Regions from separate parts of the Mus musculus genome. Here all the other regions are linked to region 1. A link is a contact called in public HiChIP or PLAC-seq and Micro-C data. All regions are on one chromosome and are shown on one strand. The core of a region is the stretch at or near the end of the contact, and the rest is flanking DNA. Distances in the headings are between cores, read along the strand shown. Region 1 holds the start of Prdm12 (PR domain containing 12). Region 2 holds the start of Lmx1b (LIM homeobox transcription factor 1 beta). Region 3 holds the start of 6530402F18Rik (RIKEN cDNA 6530402F18 gene).

Evidence for each region. Hi-C and Micro-C count contacts between places; a contact is called where the count stands out from the background. HiChIP or PLAC-seq counts read pairs in DNA pulled down with a chosen protein or histone mark.
Region 2: a contact with region 1 is called in a Micro-C map of embryonic stem cells, with 22 times the contacts expected there. The contact joins the promoter of Lmx1b here to the promoter of Prdm12 in region 1. A contact is called at or near these places in 4 of 39 promoter capture datasets (embryonic stem cells and hippocampal neurons), 14 of 484 Hi-C or Micro-C datasets (embryonic stem cells and epiblasts), 3 of 115 datasets of contacts at active chromatin or transcription factors (all in embryonic stem cells) and 2 of 9 other capture datasets (embryonic stem cells and embryonic tail).
Region 3: an H3K27ac HiChIP or PLAC-seq map of embryonic stem cells shows a contact between it and region 1, with 19 times the contacts expected there. The contact joins the promoter of 6530402F18Rik here to the promoter of Prdm12 in region 1. A contact is called at or near these places in 2 of 484 Hi-C or Micro-C datasets (both in embryonic stem cells) and 1 of 115 datasets of contacts at active chromatin or transcription factors (embryonic stem cells).

The regions. Positions count from the first base shown.
Region 1 is chr2:31,638,177-31,641,607 of GRCm38.p6, reverse strand. Prdm12 (PR domain containing 12) reads right to left here and starts at 1,571. Exons shown (of 5, transcript NM_001123362.1): 1 at 1,287-1,571. The coding sequence starts at 1,509.
Region 2 is chr2:33,639,701-33,643,461 of GRCm38.p6, reverse strand. Lmx1b (LIM homeobox transcription factor 1 beta) reads left to right here and starts at 2,364. Exons shown (of 8, transcript NM_010725.3): 1 at 2,364-3,020. The coding sequence starts at 2,864. Gm39790 (a long non-coding RNA gene) reads right to left here. Exons shown (of 3, transcript XR_866136.3): 1 at 3,515-3,761; 2 at 3,232-3,392; 3 at 2,991-3,083. It overlaps C130021I20Rik (Riken cDNA C130021I20 gene), which reads right to left and starts at 2,269. Exons shown (of 3, transcript NR_046275.1): 1 at 2,118-2,269; 2 at 1,861-1,986; 3 at 1-1,335.
Region 3 is chr2:29,251,214-29,254,940 of GRCm38.p6, reverse strand. It overlaps 6530402F18Rik (RIKEN cDNA 6530402F18 gene), which reads left to right and starts at 1,948. Exons shown (of 2, transcript NR_029460.1): 1 at 1,948-2,476.

The DNA of each region.
Region 1 (3,431 bases), core at 322-2,821:
GCACCCGCGCAAAAGAAACACTTGCTTCTACTCACTAAACTCTGAGGCAACACACACACACACACACACACACACACACACACACACACACACACACCCCTCCCCCGTGATCTTCCCTGGCACGCCAGTATACCTCTCTCCTCCCAAGTTCTAGAGTGCCAGAAAGGGCGGCACCCGGATCAGGCGAGCTCTGAAGTCGTTTTAATGGGCGAGGAAGAACCAGCGGTCCCTAACCCCGAGAGGATCCCCGGTGGGGCCTCTGCGGCAGGGGTGGGAGCGTTGAGGCACACAGGGGCGGCCTCCATGTCTTACAAGGTTCCCCTCTAAGCTACCTGGGAAAATACCCGGCGAGCCGGCCGGCTGAAAGGGGGGGTTAAACGGTGTCCATTGCGGAGCGGCCGGCAATTTGTCACGCTGTTAAAGTGATCGCATTCATTCGGTTCCATTCGAAAGAAATTGCTAATTCTAAATTCATTAGCCCTGGAAGAAAGCTGTAGCAGTAAATTGTATCTCAATGCGGAGGGGACTTGTTTAAAAGGGGCCGAGGAATTCCCCTTACAAAAAGGCAGGATTAGATGGTTGACATAGCGTGAATGGAAGTGGAATTAGTCTTCACGGTAAATTAAGAGAGGAACAGCGATCTTAAAGGGGAAGAGAGGGCGTCGCTCAGAGACGCCAGCGCTGGGGAAAGATATTGTTTGCGGGGTGACGAATGAGGAATAAGAACTTGAGACATCTTAAAGAAAAGAAACTTTCTTCGCTCTCTTTCTCTCCCTCGCTCTCTGCGGCTTTTTCTCTCCGGCCTGCCCGCCCTCCGCCCCTTCCCGGCCCCGGCTGTCTTTTAAAGTTTGTGGTTTAAGTGGGAACTTTCGCGGGTCAAGCCCAAGTTAACCAAATGAATTTAAAACCCCTTCTTTTTGAGTCAACTGCTATTACACGCCCAGTAAGGCTTTTAATGCCAGGAAACCGCCAGCTCCAGGCTGGAGGATGGGGTGGGGAGAGACGACACAGGAGAGCCCGGGCTGACCGAGGTAAGTCGCTCCGGTCGTTGGGATCTGGTCCCTGAGCCTCCTGCATTCCTACATGCCTCTTCTCTGCTTCCATGAGGCCGTTGCAACCCAGGTTGGACCCACGAAAAAACTGAGGTGCGCTGATTAGGGAGAGCGCATCCTGGCTGGGAGCGGCAGCCCCAGCCCCTGTGTTCCCCATCTGGACCCGTGCCGCTAACCTGAGAATTGGGGGTAGCCAGGAAGAGCGAAGGAGTGGAGCCCCGACGGCACACTCACCTCCTGAGAAGGACTGCGCCAGGACCTCGGCCGTGAAGGCCGTTTTTGGGCTGGCGTGGTGGCTCTTGTCTTCCAGCAGCTGTTCGCCTAGCACGTTGCGCCATCGGCCATATAAGAAACTGTGCAGGATGTCGGAGGTGATGACCTCTGCCAGCGCCAACCCCGGAGCCTTCAGCCCTGTTTTGAGCACCAGGGCCTCAGCTGGGAGCACAGAGCCCATCATGGGCGGCGGAGGGCTCGCCGCGGGCGCCGAAGGACGGCTAGGTGGACTCCGGAGAGGTGGGCAACGAAGAGGGGTCAAAGGAATGAAAGGAGAGGAGGGTGACACAACACGAGGGAGGAGGAGGAAGAGGAGCAGGAGGAGGGTGCACTGGGGAGTGCGTGGCAAGAGATGGCTGGGAAGACAGGGAGCCAAACCGGAGATTCACAAAATCTGCAGAGATGGCAGAGGCAGCACGGAGGGCTGGAAGTCCGCGGGTGGAGACAAGGGTGGATACCAGGAGGGGTGCGGGAAGGGTGGGCGGCGGGTGGCTGTAGAGAGACAACGACCAAGGACTCTCGGTTTCCCACTAGCCTTCTATACACCCAGCCAGGACCGTCCTCCCCTTAGCAAAATCTCAGCTCTTTTATAGGAGCTGCAGTGACCCTCCTAATTGGTTATTAATGACCCCCTGACGTCGAAGGACAGACTTGTACCCGGCCAGGCTCGAAGGAGCCTTCACCGACAGCGCGAGGGGCGGGGGCAGCGTGCGGACCGCTCAGAATAGTCTCCCTCTGCTCCTCCCTCCCCCCAGCCTTCCTCCTCCTCCCCCTCCTCCTCTTCTCCCCGTGGGAAGCTCCAGGCAGGGAGGGAGGCTCAACTCGCGGCCCGGAGCGAGGAAGGGGGGTGGGGGGGGACGGGTGTTGAAGTAGGGGATGCTGCGCAGCGAGGCTTGCCTTTACTCCCGGGACTAGACTGAGAAAGAGGGGGCGTATGGCTGCAAACCCCGCGGGTCCCCATGCTCACCCGGGCTAAGCAAGATCCTTGATCACTGTGGATCCCAAGCTAGGCCTTCACCTTCCTAGCTCTGCGGGCCACTCCCAGAGCTGCCGGTGCTTTGCCTATCTCCTTAACCAAGCCCAGTACTCTGTCCGATCCCCACCTCTCCTTCGTCCCACACCCTCTGCTCTTTAGAGGCTTCACTCCTTAAGCTGCGGTGGCAACCCGGACAGCTTGGGAGATGCAGATCTCTTGCGCTGGCAGCGCTACCCAAGCGGGCGCTTCGTCCTAAACGGGCTCCCCAAGAGCTCTGCTCGCTGCGCACAGCCAGTGTAAAACTTCCGTCACCAGCACAGAGGGCTGCTGAGGAGTCGCCGTCGGGGCTGGATCTCACCTACCATAGAAAGGTTACCAGCCCTAGGAGTACTAAGTTGGGGTGGGGAGTATTGAAAGGTCATCAGATACTCACATCTGTGGAATACCCTAGAGCAATGCAAGATGGGAATTGCAGACACCCAAAATGCCTCTGAAATTGCGGACGGCCCAGGGCAAAGCCATCTGCTGGGCCCTGCTTTGGAATCAGTCTACTGGGATTTCAACCTAGGAAGCCACCAGACGTTCCTCTTTCTTTTTGGTCTCTTAATGATGATTCTTTCTTTCCTGGCTCCTTTCTCTTCCTTCCTTCCCCCTTCCCGCTCTCCCCCTCCTCCAGTGGATTCTGTATAGTCTTTCCAAGGTACCTGGGAGCCAGCTCCACACCTCTTCAGAAACAGTTGCTAAGTCGGGAAGATCACGGCTTCCTGTGTGCACCGAAGTCTCCTGGATAGCCTTAAGACTGCCCCCACACCTTCAGCTCCAGAAACGTTGGAGCGGCTTTGGGCACACCTCACTCAACAGCCTAAGTCCTCAGAGCCCCCTCCCCTACTCCCGCTGCAATTTCAGGTGACGCAAAGGAAAGTTCCGCAGCCCTGGAGGCTGGTTTGTGTGAGTTCCCGTGTTAGGGCTCCACTGTACAGTGAAGACTCTTCAGGCCTTCGAAGCCCTGTGACTTGGGCGTGGATAGCGCTGGCAGCTCGGGACTGAGATTTGACCCACGAATCAGATTCTAATGCCGCTAGGAAAAGAACCCTTTCCATCACCAGCTCCTCAGAGCTAAGCTTGCCTCG
Region 2 (3,761 bases), core at 1,115-3,614, 2.0 Mb before region 1:
AGGGTGAAGATGGGGGTGAAACACTGTGCGATTGCTTAGAGTCCGAGGTTCGTCTTTAAGGTTTGAGACAGAGAAGATTCTTTCGACTCAGCCTGAAGGAGATGGCGAAGCTCCGGGCCTGGAACCAGGGCTTTCGGTGCCCAGCAGTGGTTGCAGAGACACACTATGGCCAGCAGAGGGCGGAGTGCACCCGGTTGGGCCGCTGCTTCTGCGAGCGGTTCGGTGCCTCCCGGCTCTGCACGCCCCAGCCTTTACCCGCTCGGCTTCTTCCCGCAGTAACGCGCCAGGGCCCAGATACCCAGAGAAGGCGGTCCAGATCCAGGCCCAGGCCTCTGCCCAACCTCAGGGCTCAAGGCCTTAGATTTTTCACACTGGGTAAAAACAAGGACGAAGGGTGGGTGAAGAAAACTCTACATCCACATACCCATGCTCCTGGATACACAAAGGCGCCGAGAAATACACAGAACACAAAGCCACAAACACAAAAACCCCTGGGCGACACAGAACAATTCAGGAGCTCCGGGGCAAACAGAAACACAAAGGTAACTCAGAGACACACTTATAGAGAAAAATCTACCAGATTCGCTAAAGGGGCCGAGGCGCATACAAAGGCGTAGACATCTTCACTATCTACACCTTCACGAGGACACACACAAAGACGTGTAAAAAACATGACATAGAAGCACGAGAGACGTGTACCGAAAACACACACACTCATTGCCTGGAAAGACGTAAGGACACACAAACACAAAATGTATGTGCACAGGAATACGGGTGCACACGTTCTCAATAGCTTCCGCGAGGCGGGAGCGCGGACACACACAGACACACTCCGATACCCACCGACACACACGCAGGTACTGGGGTGGGGCGGTGACCGCTAATCCTCCACAAAGCCGGGCCCCTCCGGGGGGCCCCCCCAGCACAGGGGGCCACTTCTGACCAAGCCTCCCTCAGGCTCCAAATCTGATCCGCCCTCTCGCCTCTAGCGGGGTCAGGGGACCCGCCCTCCGAGCCCTCCATCCCCTCCCGGCTTCGCGCCGCTGCTCCACAGCCGGAGGGGCCAGGGCCGCCCAGCAGCAGCTCGCAGGGGCTGTTAACTCCTGCCCTGGGACCGCACCATCCCTCCTGCTATTCCAGGACGAAACCCGCGCGGGAGTGGTGGGGCCGAAGGTACCCTGTTTCCCGATGCGACGTCTTCTAGTTTTCTCGCGGATGTCTGGCCGGATGCACCCAGGAGTCTCCAGCTGCGTGCCGCTGGCCTTGCGTTGCCCGCTGTCGAGGCCCACTTTGCCAAGGGTGGCCAGCGCTCAGTCTCTAACCCTGGCCAGGTCCCTTAGCCACAATGAAAGGGCACCGATTTCAGAGGTCACACAGATTTCCTTAGAACGACTGTACCCATGCCGTTCCAGGCCTCCACCCCTAGATCTTGAGGACACCACTTCTTACCTGCCCCTCATACTCCAAGCCTTGGGAGGCCCAGCCTTCGCCCACTGACCCCGGCCGGGAACAAGATATCTTTCCGAGCCCTGTTGACCCTCTTAACACTCTCTTGGTCTCAACCCGGGCCTGACCGTCCTCTTTCACCCAAGATCTCCCATTCTGGCTATGAGAGCCCCCTCAACTCATTCCCCCGCCCTATTTCTGCCAGGCCTGGGCTTTTTGGGACTACTTACTCAAACTACAGCCCTTACACCCCCTCCCCAGGTCAGGGTTCCCTTTGGCGAGTCCGGGGCCAGCGGTTCTTGCTTACATTTGATGTTCCCCATCCCTCGACCCTAGGAGCCCTCTCAGCACACCAGGCTGTCCGGTGCAGGCCCCGCCTCCCGAGGGGACACCAACTCAGACCCTGCGACCTACCTTAGACTACGAGTCCGGGTTTGGGCCAGCCGCTCCCGCCTGGCGCTGTCCCCTGGAGAAGTCGCTGCGTTCCCCGCCGTCCTCACAGTCTGGCCTCGCTTGGGGCCACTCCTCTGAGCGCTGGAGCTTAAAAAAAAAACAACAAAAATATTAATAATAAAAAAGGCAAGAAAGAAAAAAAAGAAAGCCTGATTTCCCCAACTCCCAAATCAATTTTTCAAGAGGGGTGGGGCACAGGATTTGTTTCGATGGCTAACCAAACTTCTGCCAATGGTGGACAGGATGGTCGCCTGGATTCAGGGCGCGGCACGGGGTGCAGGACGGGGGCTAAGGGAGCCCTCCCGCAGGGAGGGGGGGAGGCGACGGCACTATTTGACGTGGAGCAGCCGGCTCATCCCGGCGCAGTGATACGAGGCGCACCAATGAGTTCAAATGTCAGGAAGTTTGAGGAGGGGTGAGGCGGCTCGGGGCCGGAGTATCCCTCCGCCGCCAGCCCCAGCTCTAAACCGAGCGGCTCCTCGGGCGCACCATGGCACTGGAGTAGTGCGGGGAGCGCGCCTGGAGCCCCGCGGCCTGCTGCGCCCCGCCCGGGACCCTGCTGCGACGCCCGCGCCCCCCCAGCCCGCGGGGCCGCCCCTGCACCCCCGCCCCCTCCCCCGCCCGCCGCCGCCGCCGCCGCCTCCTCCTACTCCTCCGGGCGGCTCCGCGTGCCGCCCGCTGCTGCAGCCGGGACCCGGGGCTGACAAGCAGGTGACAGGCGAGCAGCGAGTGCGCGTGGCTGCGAGTAGCCGGTAGAGAGCGGCGCGCGGGGCTGCCAGCCGCCCGGGCCCTCCCGCACGACGCCGGGGCCCGGGGCCAGCGCGCCGCCGCTCCACGCTCGCCCCGGGGCAGCGGGCGGCCCCGACCCCGCGGGCGCCGCGCCTCCCCGGCTGCAGCGGAGCGGGCGGACGGGCCGGAGGGTGAGCGGCCCAGCCGGCGGGGTCCGCAGCGCGCCGGGCGTCCCATGGATATAGCAACAGGTCCCGAGTCGCTGGAGAGGTGCTTCCCTCGCGGGCAGACGGACTGCGCCAAGATGTTGGACGGCATCAAGATGTTGGACGGCATCAAGATGGAGGAGCACGCCCTTCGCCCCGGGCCCGCCACCCTGGGGGTGCTGCTGGGTGAGTGCTGGGTCGCAACGCTCGAATAGTGCGGGTCAGGGGGTAGGGTTGTCCGTCGTGCCGCTGTGGATACCGGCGTGAGGGGCAAAGAATAAAGAAAATAGGTTTTCAGGACGTGGGGAGGGGGTCCGGACCCCTGGAATGACCACCGGAGGGGTAACAAGCACACCGAGACAGAGCTCCCTGAGGGGAAAACGTTCAGGGACGTCACCTAGACAGAGGACTGAACAGCCTCAGCCGTCACTCACACCGTCCTCTCCGGGTCTGGGTTCTAGTGCTGCTACACTGGACTGAGCTGGGGTGGGAAGCGGGTGGCAGGGATGCTGGAGAACCAAGTTGTCTCCTTAGAGCCCGGGAGAGAGGCCAGGTCACCTGGGGAAGGGGAGCTTTTAGAAGAGAAAACTATCCCCGGGTCTATCCCAACCGCGGTTCTTGGGGTAGAAGGTTCCAACAGCATCGTGGGGCGTGTCAGCCAGCGAGTGTCCTGGCCTCACCTCGCTGGTTGGGTTCCAGCCGGCCACCCCGCGCGGAGCTCCTTCTCGTTGGTAATAACACCATCCGCTGGATCTCCGCGAGCGGGGAGAGCGCAGCGCCCAGCCAAGGCTGCAGGCCCTCGGCCTCACGGCGCCCCAGCTTACGGAAAGGAGCGTGCTGTCTAGGGCTGCCGGGTCTCTGGCTCGCCGGCTGGGGTCCTCAGGCGACGGGAGGCGCTCCGGGGCTGGGCCAAGCGGCGCTGACGGC
Region 3 (3,727 bases), core at 699-3,198, 2.4 Mb after region 1:
AGTTAAAAGCATCCTTCTCCATGCCTTGTTGAAGGCATCCAGACACTGTATGATGTAACAGCAGGGCACTGCTGGGGATTGATGGCCCTGCCTGGGGGAGACAGCAGGCCAAAGGCCTACAGGGTCATCACTCACCCTGGGCAGAAGCCCCACAGTGTGCCCTTCACTGTTGCCTGAGGCACAAATGCTTACAATCTGAGAGGCTGTGGTCTGCCTGCTTCCTCCAAGGAGTTCCCTCTGGTTGGAGACACTGAGGCCAGGATAGGAATATGTGTGTATTAGGGGAGAGGACATTGGCCTGCATCTGCTTTCCTGGACAGCTTGGTGGGGTGGCCCTTCTTTGAAATCTGAGGATGTGTTCAAGTTGGCACTCAGAAAAGAAAGGTCTTGCCAGTCACACTCGACAGACAGGGAAACTGAGGCTCTGAAAGAACTTGTGTCATGCCACAAATAATCCAGCAAGCCAGTCAGTGGGGGAGCATCCAATTAAGAACATGAAGATCCATCTCCCAAACCAAAATCTTACTTAGTTGCATGACCTTGGCCAAGCCACTTAAGGTCTCTAAACTCCAAGTTGAGGTTAAGTCACACAGCTTGGGGAAGAACTAGGGACCAGTGCACACAGGCCACTTTGCATGCAGTCTGACATGAAAGGCACTCTATAAATTGTTTGTTATTATTATCATCATCATTATTACCAATGACAATCTTTAATTCTTCATTTCCTGCTTGCTTTGTCACAAAATTCCAAATGTTATAACCAACAGAACAACCCTCTGTTAAGATTTAGGGGGAGATGTTGGGAGTAGGGAAGGGTTAAAGTGGGTGTGAGTGGAGGCAGTGGGGTGGGGGCTGAGGTACAAGCCAACCTAGTGACACCCTCTGTGACCTTGGACCAGTCTCTCTCTCTCTCTCCCTCTCCCTCTCTCTCTCTCTCTCTCCCTCTCTCTCTCTCTCTCTCTCTCTCTCTCTCCCCCCACCCCACCCCCTCTAGGTCCTTTGTTCTTGATGCATCCAAATGACATCTCCGTAAATACTGCAGCAAGAACCCACCCAAAGGGGACCAGGAGCACCCCCAAAAGACCCACAAAGCGCCCCTGGGAATACCAGGAAGCACTCTTACAGCCTGCACACAGCCTGGCAGGAAGCCTCCAGGGGGCTGAAGAGAGCACAGGGCTGTCCTAGGGCAGTCAACTCAGTGGCCTCTGCCCGGCATCTGCTGGAGTCCTCCCACGTGGTCCTCCCAGGCCTGCCCCAGGAAGGCAGAGAGCTCCTTAGCAAAGGCCCTCCTGCCCCCCTACTCTGCGCTCCCTGCAGAGCTGGCTTGGCTTCTCCGTCAAAAGCAGGGCCCATCAGGCTGGAGGCGGCGATGTGTCAGCTGGTATTCATGCTTTGGTTGTGCGCTCAGAGCGCTCCCCCTCCCCAGCTCCCCAAATCCACCCACCCACCCCTTTACCCACTGCTCAGGGCCTTCTGGGTGGCAGCGCTTCACACAGAGAGAAAGAGACAGAAACCGAGGAGCAGCAGCCTAGAGCCCTGGCTGTGGGGGGTGGGGGCTGACTCACTTGGCCCCCTCCCTGGTGCCGATGGGGCAGCCCCCACACCCCTGGGCGCTGGCACCGAGTCAGGCCCCACAGTTGGGAAGAAGGGAGATGCAGCTCCGCTGTGCCTGACCCGAGTCCGCTGAGGATGCACCCCGAGCTCAGGGACCGGTTGGTCCTCGGGCCGACAGGCGATGTGTAGGCAGCGACCCCCCACAGCAGGCTCACTCCGGCGGCCGCCTGCTGGGGCCACCCTGGCCGCGGGCCCGCCGGGACACCCCTGTTCGCCGCGCCCCTCCCCGGGCCGAGCTCGTCCCCGGAGCCTCGCAGTATTTCCTTCCTGCACCTTTAAGAAGACCGTTGCTCCGTGGTGGGATGGTGTGTTAAAGCCACACAGAGGAAGTTACGCAGCCCGGATCAGACCGGGAGATAAAAGCCCCGATGGTGACCGTGAGTGATGGCAAGAGGATTTAGCCTCGGCATTAACTTGGAGCGGAGTGCAGGGGGGCGGTGAGGCGCCCCGCCATCTGGCCGGCGCCGCGCCAGGGGGATGTTCAGGCGCCTGGACCAGCAGCGGCGAAGCCCACCCAGGCCAGGGGCTGAGTGGGGCGCGCGTGCAGGTTCTCCCCTGGCTGCCCAGGGGGCCCCAAAAGTTTGCACTTGTTAACAGCGACCTCCCGATCGGCCCGGGAGGGCCATGCAAGCCGCGCGGTTGGCCCCCTTCCCTGGCCCGCGTCTCCGGGACGGCTGCGGGCGGGCCCCCCGGCGGCCCGAGGGTTCCCCAGCCCAGATCTGAGGGTGGCCACCGCAGCGGCGGCGCGGGGCAGGAGTCTCCAGCTCTCAACCCTGCGGCCCGTGCGCCCACCCAGCACCAGCCAGAGGGTGGCGGTCTCCGGCCTCTCGGGGCTCGCTCCGGGAAGCTGCTCCGAGCCCGGGTAAGGCGAGCGGGGAGCGCCGGGGCGGCGGGCGGGGACGGAAGCGCCGCAGTTTCGCCAGGGTGCTTTCATTTTGAAAAGGCTTCGGCGACGGTGCCAGTTCTCCCCGGACCAGGGAGTCACTCGGAGCCTCCTAGCCGAGGTTCGGACGCAAAGTTATCTGGTGGCGGCTGCTACTAAAGGAGGGCTGGAGCCGCGGAAGAGGGGTGTGTGTGCGCGCCGGGTGCAGCATCTTTAAGAAGTAGAGTAGCTAGTCTTCTCTCTGGGCTCCCCGCCACCCAGCTCGTCTTTTTCTATCCGAGCGCCTGTGTGGGGAGGGGATGGGCTGTTGCAATAACGCTGCTTACTCGTGTCTATGAAAAGTAAATTAACCCTTCTCCGCCGGCGCTCCCCTCCCTAATTTAGTCTCCTCTGGGCTCTAAAGGCGCAAGGAGAACTCTTGGCCAGTCAGGTTAGAAACTTCTTTCGGTGCTGTGGAGGGGGTCGGCAGGCGGAGAAGGGGGCTCCACCACCGTGGAGAGTCGCACTCCAGGGAGAGCAAAGACGGGAAGTGGACCTCCAGATCTCGGGTCCGCCCGTTTCGGAGTAAGTTGCGGGTCTTTGCTGGGGGATGGCGGCGACAGGGTCTCCGCGGAGCAGCGCCGGGAAAAAGAATGCGAATAATTCCCTGGAGCTTTGCTCGGTGTCTTTTAATTAAGGGAGGCGATGTCAAATGAGGGGGCAGCCTGGATGCTAGCCTGGCCTTTATTAAAGGCGTGATTATTAATTGCGCCGGTGGTTTGCACCGAACTTCGGAAAGGCAAAACGCAGCGGCGGTTTGTGCTCTATGTGCGGTGCACGCCACTGTCTACGCGCCCGAGCTCAGCGCGGACTCAGCCAGACTCCTGGGTGTCTGCGGGCCTCAGGCTAGCCCCGCCCGTCCTCAGGGACCTACACGAGGCGGCCTCAGCTATACGTCCTCAGAGCTGGGTGTTCTGCCCCGCCCCCAAGAGCCCAACTTTTTGGGGCCCTCCCAGCCGCTGTGAGGGTGACAGGGAGAAACCAGAGTCTGGAGAAAGCTCCCTTCCCAGAACTGGGGACACCGGGACACCCGAACCCGAACGTCCACCAAGGCAGCGGTGAGCGTGGGACAACCCAGGGCGGGGTGGGGGTGGAGGGGAGGTAACCGCCGGCCGTGGGGTTCCCCTTCCCTTCCCGATCCTTCCTACGGCCTCCAAAGCAAGTTTCAGCTTGGGTAATTCTTCTACCTTT